4 separate regions of the Mus musculus genome follow, and all the other regions are linked to region 3. A link is a contact called in public promoter capture Hi-C data. All regions are on one chromosome and are shown on one strand. Each heading gives the region's core, a stretch centred on a gene start, on an enhancer-like site or on the middle of the called end of the contact. The rest is flanking DNA. Distances are from core to core; before and after follow the strand shown. Region 1 holds the start of Zyx (zyxin). Region 2 holds the start of Ephb6 (Eph receptor B6). Region 3 holds the start of Ssbp1 (single-stranded DNA binding protein 1). Region 4 holds the start of Epha1 (Eph receptor A1).

Region 1 (2,700 bases), core at 182-2,681, 1.9 Mb before region 3:
AGGGTCAGAGCACCCATCCCAGTCTTCCCTTGTCACCCCACTCCTCTCCAGCCCATGGAGGTGTCCCCCACCCCATCTCCAGCAAAGCTGCCCTTCCAAGCCCTCCCTACCTGCGGTGGGAGCTGGGTAGGGGCCTCAGGCCCTCCCTCCTCCTCCAGTGGAGGTGGAGGGGAGGGGAAGATGTCCTCCTCCAGAGGAGCAGGGGGGAATGGTTCCTCGATCATCGGGGGAGGTGGAGGTGGGAAGGCACCTCCCAGGGCACCCTCTGAGTCGTCGCCCTCCCCAATAAGGGGAGGAGGGGGCAAAGGAAAGTCTGGGTAGGAAGGAGAGAAAAGGCTATCAGTACCGACCCTCTTTCCTCCTCTCCTCAGACGACTGCTTTAACCCCTAATCCAAGAACTCTTTCCTGCATCCCAAGAGTGTGTGCAGACCATAACGAGGGGCTCAGGATGCCCTGGGCGAAGCAGGTCGAGTGAGAACGAGCCAGGTTGAAGAACCGTGCAGCTCCCGTTACACTTCAGAGAACGGATCCAGAGGGGAAGATTCCTGGCCCACATTCCCGCCTCCTACCCCCAGGCGGGAGACTTGGAACAGTCCCAAGGGTCCTGGCTCCCAGCCAGGAGCTCCAAGATGAGGTAAGAACATCTGCTCAGGACAGGGTAGCCACCCAGCGCCCAGCCCCCTCCGCAACAGCCTTTTCAGACAACCCCAAATTCCCCAAACCACCGACCCCCACCCCTGGCGCCCGAGAAAGATCAGGGCCCCCAATCCCAGCCGCATACCTTCCGGGGGTGGTGGTGGGATCTCGCCCACCCGACCCATCTGCGCTCTTTGGGCCCCGGCTGCTACAGGAGGCTCGCTGTCCCCAGGCCGGAAAGGATTCACTTTGGGCTTTGGGGCCACAACCGGGGCGAACTTCTTCTGCGGGGCGTAAAACGCGGGGGCCGAGACGGAGACGGAGATCGCGGGAGGCGGGCGGGGGGCCGCCATGGCCAGGCCGGGCTGCAGGGGGTGGGGTCGTCAGGTTACGCAGAGCGGTGTCGGACTGACACTCCTCGGTCTAAGCGCCCCTCGGTGACCCCACCCGCGCCTCCCCGCGTCCCCTTCCCGGGGCGGCGGAGCTTCTCCCCGCTCCTCACCGCGCGCAGGAGCGTGAGAGGCGCGTCTCGGATGACCGCCTCGGCGCCGAGTCCGCGGACTCTGCGTCCCGGTCCGGAGCCGCTTCTAGCCAAGCGGGGAGGGACGTCGTGCACGGGAAGGGAGGGAGGGGGCGGGGAGAGAGCGGCGCCCAGACCATACAAGGAGCGGCCCGGAGAGGGGGCGGGGAGAGACCGGGGAGGGAGGACCCGACAGGAAACTCCCCCAGGAAGGGGCCCAGGTCCTGCCCCGGGCTCCAGGCTCTGCAAAGGTCCGCCTGCGGCCTCCCTACTCACCACCGCCCCCGCCGGGCACAGACCACCCTTCCCCAGCACAGGCCTCTGATGTCATTTCCTGACCTGCCACCTACCCCACCTCCCTCCTCCCGACCCGCGAGTGCTGGAGAACTGACTCACTGTCCGCACTCCAGGCTGAGCAGGCTGGCTAGTAATCCCAGCGGTCCTGAAGCAGCTCAGTCGCGCACCCCGGGCCTGCCTGCCATTGACCGACCCCGCCCCTCCCTGCAGCTTCAGCTCCGCGTCCCACGTGTCCTGTGGTCAGTCCCGGAACGCAGGACTGGGATGGAACTGTACTCCTGGGTGGGCGGGGGATGGTGAAGGGACGTTGGCCCTGCGGGCACTTGGCTCCCAGGCCGGCCTTCTGTAACCCACTAGTGTGTGAGCAGGAGCCTAAGCTGGGGGAATGCTAACTTCCTGAGCTAGGCAGCCTCTTAAGGCTTCTAGGAATTCGCTTTGCCCTAGACCCGCCTGCAATAGTATTGCCCCGGGGACAAGAGTCCAGTGCTTTGAGTCCAGGAATGGAGGTACAAGGGCGAAGTCAGGGCGAGTGGTCAGACAACCTAGGAAGACCCAAATAGCCCCCGGGGACTAGTCCTTGAGGATCCCTTCAGCAAGCCTTTCCCAGTCCCTCAAGAGTCTTTGGGTTGTCAGCGCGCCCCGGGACAAAGCTCGGTGGAGCCCCCCACTGGTCCTACCAGATTCCTCAGCCTGAGACTGCCCCAGGCTACATGAAAGAGATATGACTAAGCTGGTGTCTGCTTTTCTTACTTTCTTAATCTTGCATCTTTCCCTTCCGATCTTCTTCTTCTTCTTCTTTTTTTTTTTTTAAACAACACACGGAAACTTCGTCCAAATTATAGAGTTACGAGCTAGAGCCTCTAGTCCAATATCCAACCCTCGGTGCTTCCTTTGGTTTCGCCCTGTCATCCCTGGCTGAGGCTCCAAACCTTGGCGCTCCCCATCTGCTGCACCCTACTGTCCAGTATGGTTGGTCAGTATATGTCCTTGAGCTATGCTTTAGGGGCATGCAAACTAACCCCATGAACCTAGGATAAGAAACTGGGGGATGTTACCTGAAAAGACGGCCCCAAGGGTTGCACTCAGGTCAGAGTTAATTAACCCTGTTGGCAAAGATGGAGAAACTCCGTGAGGTCAGGGAGCCTGGTTTCCAACTCAGTGGACAAGATTTTTCATTCATTCGGTTTCATTGCCTCCATTGTAAAAGGGATGGCATTTAGTTCGTTTGCCTGCTGCTTTATGTGAA
Region 2 (2,700 bases), core at 184-2,683, 1.1 Mb before region 3:
AGGTTCATGAGTCGGTGAAGAGCTGGGGAAAGGCTATCCCAGAGAATGGCCCTGCCTTTCTCATGCTCAGCCATCATGGCCTGTTATTCCCAGCACACTGGTAACTCCCTGGTCTTTATCATTCATCTTCTTGTACGATGAATGGGCCAATAGACTGGAGAAGACTCATCCATACGTCATTAGGTAGGTACACTGGGGCACTCATGGCAATCTTCCTTCAAGACAAAAGGCTCACAGCTTTCAAGGGTCCATAGTTGCTATGAGCAAGATTCAGTCCCTAAATGTCCTATTACTGGCTCAGCCTCCAAGGACTCTCAACAGCCCTACCAGTCACTCCCACTGGTCTCTCCTTTGAGAAGCATCATCTTCCCTTCCAGAGCCACCTGAGTCAAGTTCCCCTGATGGGTGGAGGGCCTGAGTTAACTGATTGGGAACAGGCTGGGCAGCACTTCTACATGGGCACTGCCAGGGATATTACAACATCAGCTATGCTGGTCCCCTGCCAGTTCCCCCAGGGATGGGAGGAGAGAGGGTGCCAGACGGCCAAGATCAGTGGGCAGGGGCAGAGGCAGGCTGGGCCAAGCACCCAGATGCATAGAGGGGGTGGAGCTGGGGCAGGAGCAAGCAGGATACTTTGTTTGCCACTGGAGGGGGCGTGCTTACGGTTGGGGCTCAAATTCCAAGCCTCTATTTCCAGGCTTAAGGGGGCTGTAGATGTCGATTGCCCCTTGCCCCTGCCAGCTCCACCCTGCAGCGAGGGGATTGGAGAGATGCCACAGGAGTCAGAGGCATGGACAAACCTTTTCTGAATGCTGGGAGCCTGACCTTTGTGAGGTTACCCCCCTCCCCACACACACACACCAAGTCACAGGCACAGGAGGGTCGATGGAAACGTGATGGAAGAATTTTAATACCCAGGACACACAGAATAAAGAGCATGGATGAAGGGGCAGTCTCTCAGAAACCTACTCTCGCCTTGGAGAGCTATACCCAGTACTCCCCCATAAAAGACCCCCATCCAGGGTGTGCATAGGCCCAGGCTAGAGAGATCCTCTACTTTGCAAACCTTAATCCCTTACTCTCCAGACACAGTACCCTCCGACCTCCCAAATCCCGGGCTCACCTTCCCGCCGGCCTCCAGCTCTGCAGGTCTGCGCCCCCCGAGGCCCCCGCGGTGGATCTGCACCTCGCAGATCTTTCCTAGCGTCGCGCGTGTCCTCTCTGGTCTGGGGACCTCGCTTCCCAGGGGCCCGCGTCTGCTCGCAGCTTAGAGTCTCTGGGATTCTGGGAGAGGACCCAAGGCTGCAAGCAGGGACTGCTCCCTAGGCGGGGCCCTGGGGAATCGTGCGGGGGCCGGTGTCACGATCGGAGTCGCTGAGCTGTGGTCTCGGGTTCGGACGCCCGCTGCTCCCCAGCGCTAGCTGGGCGAACGCAGCCGGGCCCGCCCCCTCTCGTCTCTCCCAGCCTGGCCCGCCCCTCTCCAGCCCCTTCAGCCGCTCTCGCTCTCCTCTTCCGGGAGCCGAGCCCGCCCTCTGGGCCTAGGACCCAAGTGCGCGGCGCCGGATCCCCAGCGGGGCGTGCAGTGGAGACGCTGGGCGCGCCTTGGGCCCGCCCGTGTGCCGAGGAGGGTCGGCCTCCTCCCGCAGGTCCTGGCGGGCGGAGGGGACGTGGGCAGGAGGACCGCACGAGTTAGGGTCCGGGAGGAGGCGGCCAGTGGGCGCCGCTGCGAGGCGTGTTTAAAACCCTGTAGCTCGCGCCCGAGCATCAGCGGAGCAAAGCGCTACTGGCTGGCAGCTGATGGCCAGGCTGAAGCCCAGGCGCTGCGCCTATGGCTCCTCCCTTTCTCTTCTTTAACTCTAGGAACTAAACCAGTGGGGCTTCTACTCTGGATTGAACTGAGGTGGGCGTGAGCAGAAAAAAGAAAAAAGAAAAAAAAAAAAAAAAAAAGGAGGAGGTGGAAGGAGAAACAAGTCTTGGGAGCACGGGAGGGCAGAACAACCAGAGACAGTGCAAGCGTCTGGGAAGGAAAAGGTCCCTGTGCTAGCTTCAGACTTGTATCTGTTTCTGTGCCTTGAATCTGGGTCAGCGATGGGGCCTCTGAATTGAACCTTCAACCGCCTCAAAGGCAGGGAAGCCTGGGGCGGAGTCCGGGAAGTCCGATGTCTGTGCCTGGCGCAGACCTGGCTTGGACAAGTCGCTGCACCCAGTCTAGGTGCCACCTCCCTGGCGCGCGCTCCGCAGAGTACCATCCCACAGTGATGAGAGGCCGTAGAAGGTCCACTCAGTCGGTACCTGGATGCAGGGGCGGAACAGAGCGAGCTTGCTACTAGGGAGAAGAGTTTCTACCCAGCCCTAACCATTTCTAAACTAGAGTACTGGTTTGTGGGGGTCTATTGTTTAGGTCCCGCGGAGCAGGGCTGCAGCCTTCGCACGAAGTGTTGCTACCACCTGCTGGTTCTTTGAGGGAGAACAGGTATCCTGTGAAATCTGCACACCCCTTCGCCCCTATTACCCTGTCCCATCTTATACCCCCTTTCACTTATTCAAAGGCATCCTTATGAAAGTACTAGCTAGCTGCTTATGGGCTGATCATAACTGGTACTTAAAGAACATTTAGAAACCAATGAAAATTGTGAAAGAGACTATGAGCCAACATGCACAAGAAACCAAACAATGAAACTCCTTGAGGTACTGCGAGAG
Region 3 (2,700 bases), core at 95-2,594:
AGAGGACACCCGACTAGATTGCAGAATGGTCATGAATTTGTGGCAAGAAGTGAGCTCTGCTCTCTGGATAGCAAGATGGGAGTGGGGAGGAGAGGGGCCAGAAGGTCATAAAAGACCAGAGCCATATGGGACAAGGTTAGAAGAAATCAGGTGCGATGGGGCAGGCCTGAAATACCATCGGTGACAAAGTAGAAGCAGGAGGAGGAAGGTTCTTGGTCATCTCAGCCTAACAGTGAGTCTCAAGATAGTCTTAACTATGAGTGGCTGTCTCAAAAACAGCAAAACAAAAATGATAATAATAACTTACATAATTAAATGAATACTCTGATCTAAGCACTGGTAACAAATATTTACTAAATTAAATTCATGAGGTGTACTACATATGCGAATACACTTTAAAAATCATTTTTGATTCAGTAAACATTATGAGCTTCACACACACATAAACACACACACACACAAAATCCCTTCTGAATCTCCCACATCAAATAAACACATAGAACACGCTGGATAGGCGTAAGAATCTCGTGCTTATGTATGCAAAATCGAAAAGCAACAAAACAAAACATGGCTATAGACTATGGAAACACGGTTGGAGCACTCACTAATGTAGAAAAGTGACTACCTGTAACACAGGTCTTCGAAACATGGCTTCTGTTTTTCTTACAACCTAATCTTTAGGCTTTTCCTAAAGGAAAGAAAGAAAAGAGAAAAATGATAAATCAAGAAACTACAGTATCCATCAAGAACACACATGCTCTCTAGTCCTAAATCCTAAGCGCGTCCAGCTTCTCGTGCACCCAATTTGCAACCGCATTTTTTGCACGTGTGGGGAGTTCCTTTCTTTTTGAAAACAAAAACTGAGCGAGACAAAAGAAACTCTGTGGTTCTGGGTCTCAACCAGCAGAAAAGAGGGGAAAAACCTGTTCTCACTTGCAATCCATTGTCTGCTAGATTTCTTTACAATAGAAGTTGTCTCGGACATTTTTTTTTCCAACTTGTTCTGTTATTCTAGACCCCTAAAACTGTCTCTACAAACAGTGCGGGCACAGTAAACGCTACTCCGAAAGGACGCAAATCAGTGCCTTCGTCCCCGTTAGCGCTGAGTAAGCCCGGCTCCCCAGCCTCGCCGCGGGGGCAAGAGGCTGCTCTTCCCCCAAAGTGGCGCTCGCGAGCAGCACAGGGAACGGCGGGGGACACTCGGACTCCAGCGAGGAGCCGCACAACTCCTCCCGAGCCCCGCACGCGCCCGTGCACTCGGGAAACACAACTTCGTGCCAGCCTTCTCCCCTCCCTCACCGGACACGCAGAGCCCGACCGCCAGCGGCTCGCTTCCGGCGCACGGAGCCCGCAAAGCTCGCGAGATGCAAGGAAAGACAGGAAATCTCTGAAGTGCGTCGTTGAAATGCCGCCGGCTGATGTCGCCGGAAACACGACCCCTCAATTTAGAAGTGCCAGGAACTTCTGTCCAGGCGGAAGTGGGCGGATCAACGATGCCACCTGTGGGTAGTTTTACGATTTTGGTTTTGTTTTTTTGTTGTTTGGTTTGGTTTAGTTTGGTTGTTGGGGTTTTTTGTTTTGTTTTGTTTTTCCTGATCTCCACCCTCGCTCCGGTAGTGGCCCCGCACTGGCTAACCAAACTCTGGCCAGAACTCTATTCCCAGCCCTAAATTGAAATTATTTGATGTTCCCAGCCTGGGAAAGGGAGTGAGGTAGGTGAAATAAAACATATTTGAGCCCCTGGAGGAACTAAAACCGACACAAGTCTCCTAATGCAGTAAGACTGAAGAATTAATTGCTGTCAAAACCTCGGTGATCTAGATATGTTAACATGTTAAGTCAAAAAATTCAAGAAACACGTGAGGAGCAAAATTTTTAACATCTTTATTAAGTACCGGTCCCAAACTGTGCCTAAGGCACAAGAGAAATGCGCCCTTATATTATGTATTTGTATATATGTTTTCCCTAAAACATTAAAAGTTTATGAAATTCCAAAACATTTTGAAGAAGTGTTAAAAGTCAAAACGTTGCTTTATTTTAAAGCAAAGTGTAATTAAGATTTTACTTTTATAGAAAGAAACTGATCAGTATTTTTTAGATTTTTTTTTTTCATTTTGTGTTTCAATTCTACATCTTTGGCAGTTATTCTAGATGGAAAAGCTTAAAAGAAAGAAAGAGAGAGAGAGAGAGAGAGAGAGAGAGAGAGAGAGAGAGAGAGAAAGAGAAAAGAAAAAAGACACTGTCTCGCTGTGTATCCCTGGCTGGCCTGAAACTTGGATCTCATGTAGACCAGACCAGGCTTGTCTCTAACTCCCAGAGATTCCCCTTGCTGCATCTACCTCCCTAGTGCTGTGATTAAAGGCATGTGCCATCACATCCAGCACTCAGTGACAGTCTTAAACAATCTCAAGTAACTTAAGCTTGTTGATCTTGTATTTGGTAATATCATGTTCATAGTAAAATTTCTTAGTTTTAACATTTCCAAAATACTGCATTGAGACATCTTTTCTTTTGATTGCTGACTTTCTTTTGCTCCTCTAAATCCTATGTTGTTTACCCTAATCCTGGCCCTAGTGAAGTAACGCACTTATGAATCCTACAAATTAAGGAACCCAAGGCAACAAGATTCAGTGGGGCTCCAGTGTTAGACAGAAGGGAACTCCAAACCATTCAAACAGACACACTGCCTCCTAAGGTCCA
Region 4 (2,700 bases), core at 49-2,548, 1.9 Mb before region 3:
GTTCTATTCAACATTTAGTTCTTCCCATTGAACATGGTTTTTCCAATGACTATTATATATTACATTTACTTATTTATGTCAACAAGAGTAGGGTAGGTCAAGAAATTAGGGATCATATTTATCTACCAATACTTATATATTTTTTTAAAATGGAAAATAAGAAGAAGCATTAATTCTAATAGTATCTACGATCTACCACTTCCCCTCCAGTACAATGACCAAAATATGCAACAATTTAAATGGTAAAAAGATATGCGTGAGTCATATTAATGGGGTGAAGCCAGAAAAGGATGAAAAAGAGGGGCCCCAGGGACTGGAGCCATGAGTGGCTGCATAGCTCACACTGCTAGCCTGTTTTCATCTCTTTGGGGTTCCGCCCTGCTTACCTTATAGTCATCTGTGTGCTGACTTCAGCTCCCCCTACCCCCTAGCCCTCTTCAGACAAGTAATTTGTTTAGGATAAGTACTTTACTGTCTCTGAGCTTAAAACACATACATAGTGAAAGCTGAACAGACATCTATTAAGTAGGATGGGAGGCAGTCCCAAAGAGAGAGCCCAGAGCTGCCACCTCTTCACTAAAACTGTACTGGAAATGCTCCCCAGGTCCCCGTGTCTGCACCGTGGGTATAAGGCAAAGTTCAAACTCCTCCTCCTGTTTACCAAAACCTTCCCGGTTCTGGTCCACACCTGTCTTTCTGCCCTGGCTCCCAAGACAAATGCTGTGCCCCAGCAGTCAAACTGGTCCATGTACCACTCCCTGAGCACACCTTGAGGCTCCCTGCCTGCAGGCCTTTCTCAATCTCAATCTTTCTCTGCCACTAAACACCCTGGTCACGCCAGCTTCCCCCCCCCCCCCCCCTGAGGATTACTCCTGACTTTGTTAAGGATTGTACCAATTTGCATGGTTGTCATCGAAGCCGAACAGGATGAAGGAATGTCTCCCACTCCTAAATTTCCAAGTGAGCATGACAAGTCTCGAGTCCACAGAAAAGAAAGGGAGTAAAACGGAGATCTTTTTTAAGTCAAGCTGAATTCGATTGAAAGCTGGATCAAAACTGGGTTGGGTTTAGGATACATTTAAGAATGTCTGTCTAGTCAATTCCTAGCAACACCCACTAGGCGGCGCCTTCAGTCTCATTCCAACCAAGACGCCTCCAGGTTTTAAAGTTTATTACCTGTCTAACAAGTTTCCTTCCTGTCCTCCTGTCCCTTTAAGAAGGTGAACCAGGTGAGGCTGAGGCCCCGCCCCTCATCTGGCCCCGCCCTCCGCCCCCGCCTAGCCGGCCTGGATCGCCCAGTCCCTCGCGACCTGGCCCAGCCGTAGGGGCCGTGGTCCCAGGTCCCGGCCGGCGCCATGGAGCGGCGCTGGCCCCTGGGGCTTGCATTGCTGCTGCTGCTGCTCTGCGCCCCGCTGCCCCCGGGGGCGCGCGCCGAGGAAGGTACCGACCCCCGCCCTCTCCCTTTCCCGGCTGACGGGCAGCAGCCTGCAAGAGCCGGCATTCCTGAGGAGGCCCTCTTCCCCGAGCCCCACTACTTCTCCCTGGCTTCTCCCCAGTAGCGGGAAGATCGATTGGCCAGGCCAATCTTTGGTCTTTAACCCCAGACTCCTGCCCACGGGATCAGTCACCCCTACTCTGTTGGCCAGCACTATTTGCTGCGGTTGGAGAGGGAGTTCCTGACCACAGCCAGGAAGCTGCATTCCTACTGCAGCATCATGGGACCCTCCAAATGCCCACCCCTGACTTTGCAGCAGCACTCAGAAGTCTGAGGCGGAAAGCCTCCTTCTGCCAGCCTAACCGGAGCACAAATAATCCTCCAGTGGTGGAAGGATTAGAACTTTTGGGATTGCTAGGTGTAGGGGTCCAATCTTCCACCTAAAGTTTTGCACACTCTGTCCATGCCCCTCCCACTTCCCAAAATCATAGCTTCACCTAAGGCCCCACCTCCTCTACCCTCACCTACCAGAGCAGGCCACTGACAACTGGAGTCAAAATCCAGCAGGATCCCCCTGCCAGGGTCCCACTCAGGACTACAAAGGCTTAGCTTCCCTGACGTCCGCCCACGGCATCCTTGCAGATGTTCTCCAGGGCTCCGTGGGTGCCACGTCTGGGGTTGCTCTTCCAACGCTTGCCGTCCTGACTCTGGTTCAGGCACCAGTCCCCCAGCCCTTGCCCCACTCTGCCTTTCTCCTCTGCCTCAGGATGTCACACTGTTAGGAAGACGTTCTGGGCAGCCTCGGACTGGGGAGTCCCAGAATACCCAGTGTAGGGAGTTGGGTACCACCACCCCAGGGATGACATCGTTCTTTTCTCCCCCATTCAGTCACTCTAATGGACACAAGCACAGCACAAGGAGAGCTGGGCTGGCTTCTGGATCCCCCAGAGACTGGGGTAAGTATTTGAAGGACCTGGGAAAGTTCAAGTTTGAAGGCCAGTGGGAAATGGGGTGGAGAGGTGGGTGGAGGAACAGAAAAGAGCAGGAAAAACTGGAAGTGTCTCCTCAAAGAGGGGGAGGGGAGCTGAGTCAGAGGCTCCTGAATGGTACTCCTAGGGAGCTGGGGGGTGTCAAACTCCACTCAGTGGGACTATCGCTACTCCCTCACCCTCCTACCATAGGGTTGGGGGTGGGGGTATGAGCTCTCGACTCCCAGGGAGAGTATGCCTATGCTAAGGAAGGCTGGATGAGAGCTGAGACACCTG

What was found. Promoter capture Hi-C pulls out the DNA fragments that hold promoters and counts their contacts. Capture Hi-C pulls out chosen DNA fragments and counts their contacts.
Region 1: a contact with region 3 is called in a promoter capture Hi-C map of liver, with 4 times the contacts expected there. The contact joins the promoter of Zyx here to the promoter of Ssbp1 in region 3. A contact is called at or near these places in 3 of 39 promoter capture datasets (embryonic stem cells, liver and pre-B cells), 3 of 484 Hi-C or Micro-C datasets (CD4 T cells, CD8 T cells and the G1E-ER4 cell line) and 2 of 9 other capture datasets (adipose tissue and liver).
Region 2: a contact with region 3 is called in a promoter capture Hi-C map of the HPC-7 cell line, with 4 times the contacts expected there. The contact joins the promoter of Ephb6 here to the promoter of Ssbp1 in region 3. A contact is called at or near these places in 5 of 39 promoter capture datasets (the HPC-7 cell line, embryonic stem cells, hippocampal neurons and 2 more) and 2 of 484 Hi-C or Micro-C datasets (CD4 T cells and uterus).
Region 4: a promoter capture Hi-C map of liver shows a contact between it and region 3, with 2.8 times the contacts expected there. The contact joins the promoter of Epha1 here to the promoter of Ssbp1 in region 3. A contact is called at or near these places in 4 of 39 promoter capture datasets (the HPC-7 cell line, embryonic stem cells and liver) and 2 of 115 datasets of contacts at active chromatin or transcription factors (astrocytes and pancreatic cancer cells).

What each region holds. Positions count from the first base shown.
Region 1 is chr6:42,348,559-42,351,258 of GRCm38.p6, reverse strand. It overlaps Zyx (zyxin), which reads right to left and starts at 1,431. Exons shown (of 10, transcript NM_011777.3): 1 at 1,140-1,431; 2 at 783-1,002; 3 at 111-313. The coding sequence starts at 990.
Region 2 is chr6:41,604,244-41,606,943 of GRCm38.p6, reverse strand. It overlaps Ephb6 (Eph receptor B6), which reads right to left and starts at 1,433. Exons shown (of 18, transcript NM_001146351.2): 1 at 1,124-1,433.
Region 3 is chr6:40,470,059-40,472,758 of GRCm38.p6, reverse strand. It overlaps Ssbp1 (single-stranded DNA binding protein 1), which reads right to left and starts at 1,344. Exons shown (of 6, transcript NM_028358.2): 1 at 1,300-1,344; 2 at 626-688. The coding sequence starts at 649.
Region 4 is chr6:42,371,866-42,374,565 of GRCm38.p6, reverse strand. Epha1 (Eph receptor A1) reads left to right here and starts at 1,298. Exons shown (of 18, transcript NM_023580.4): 1 at 1,298-1,440; 2 at 2,324-2,391. The coding sequence starts at 1,356. All of the region lies in intron 2 of 2010310C07Rik (RIKEN cDNA 2010310C07 gene), which reads right to left.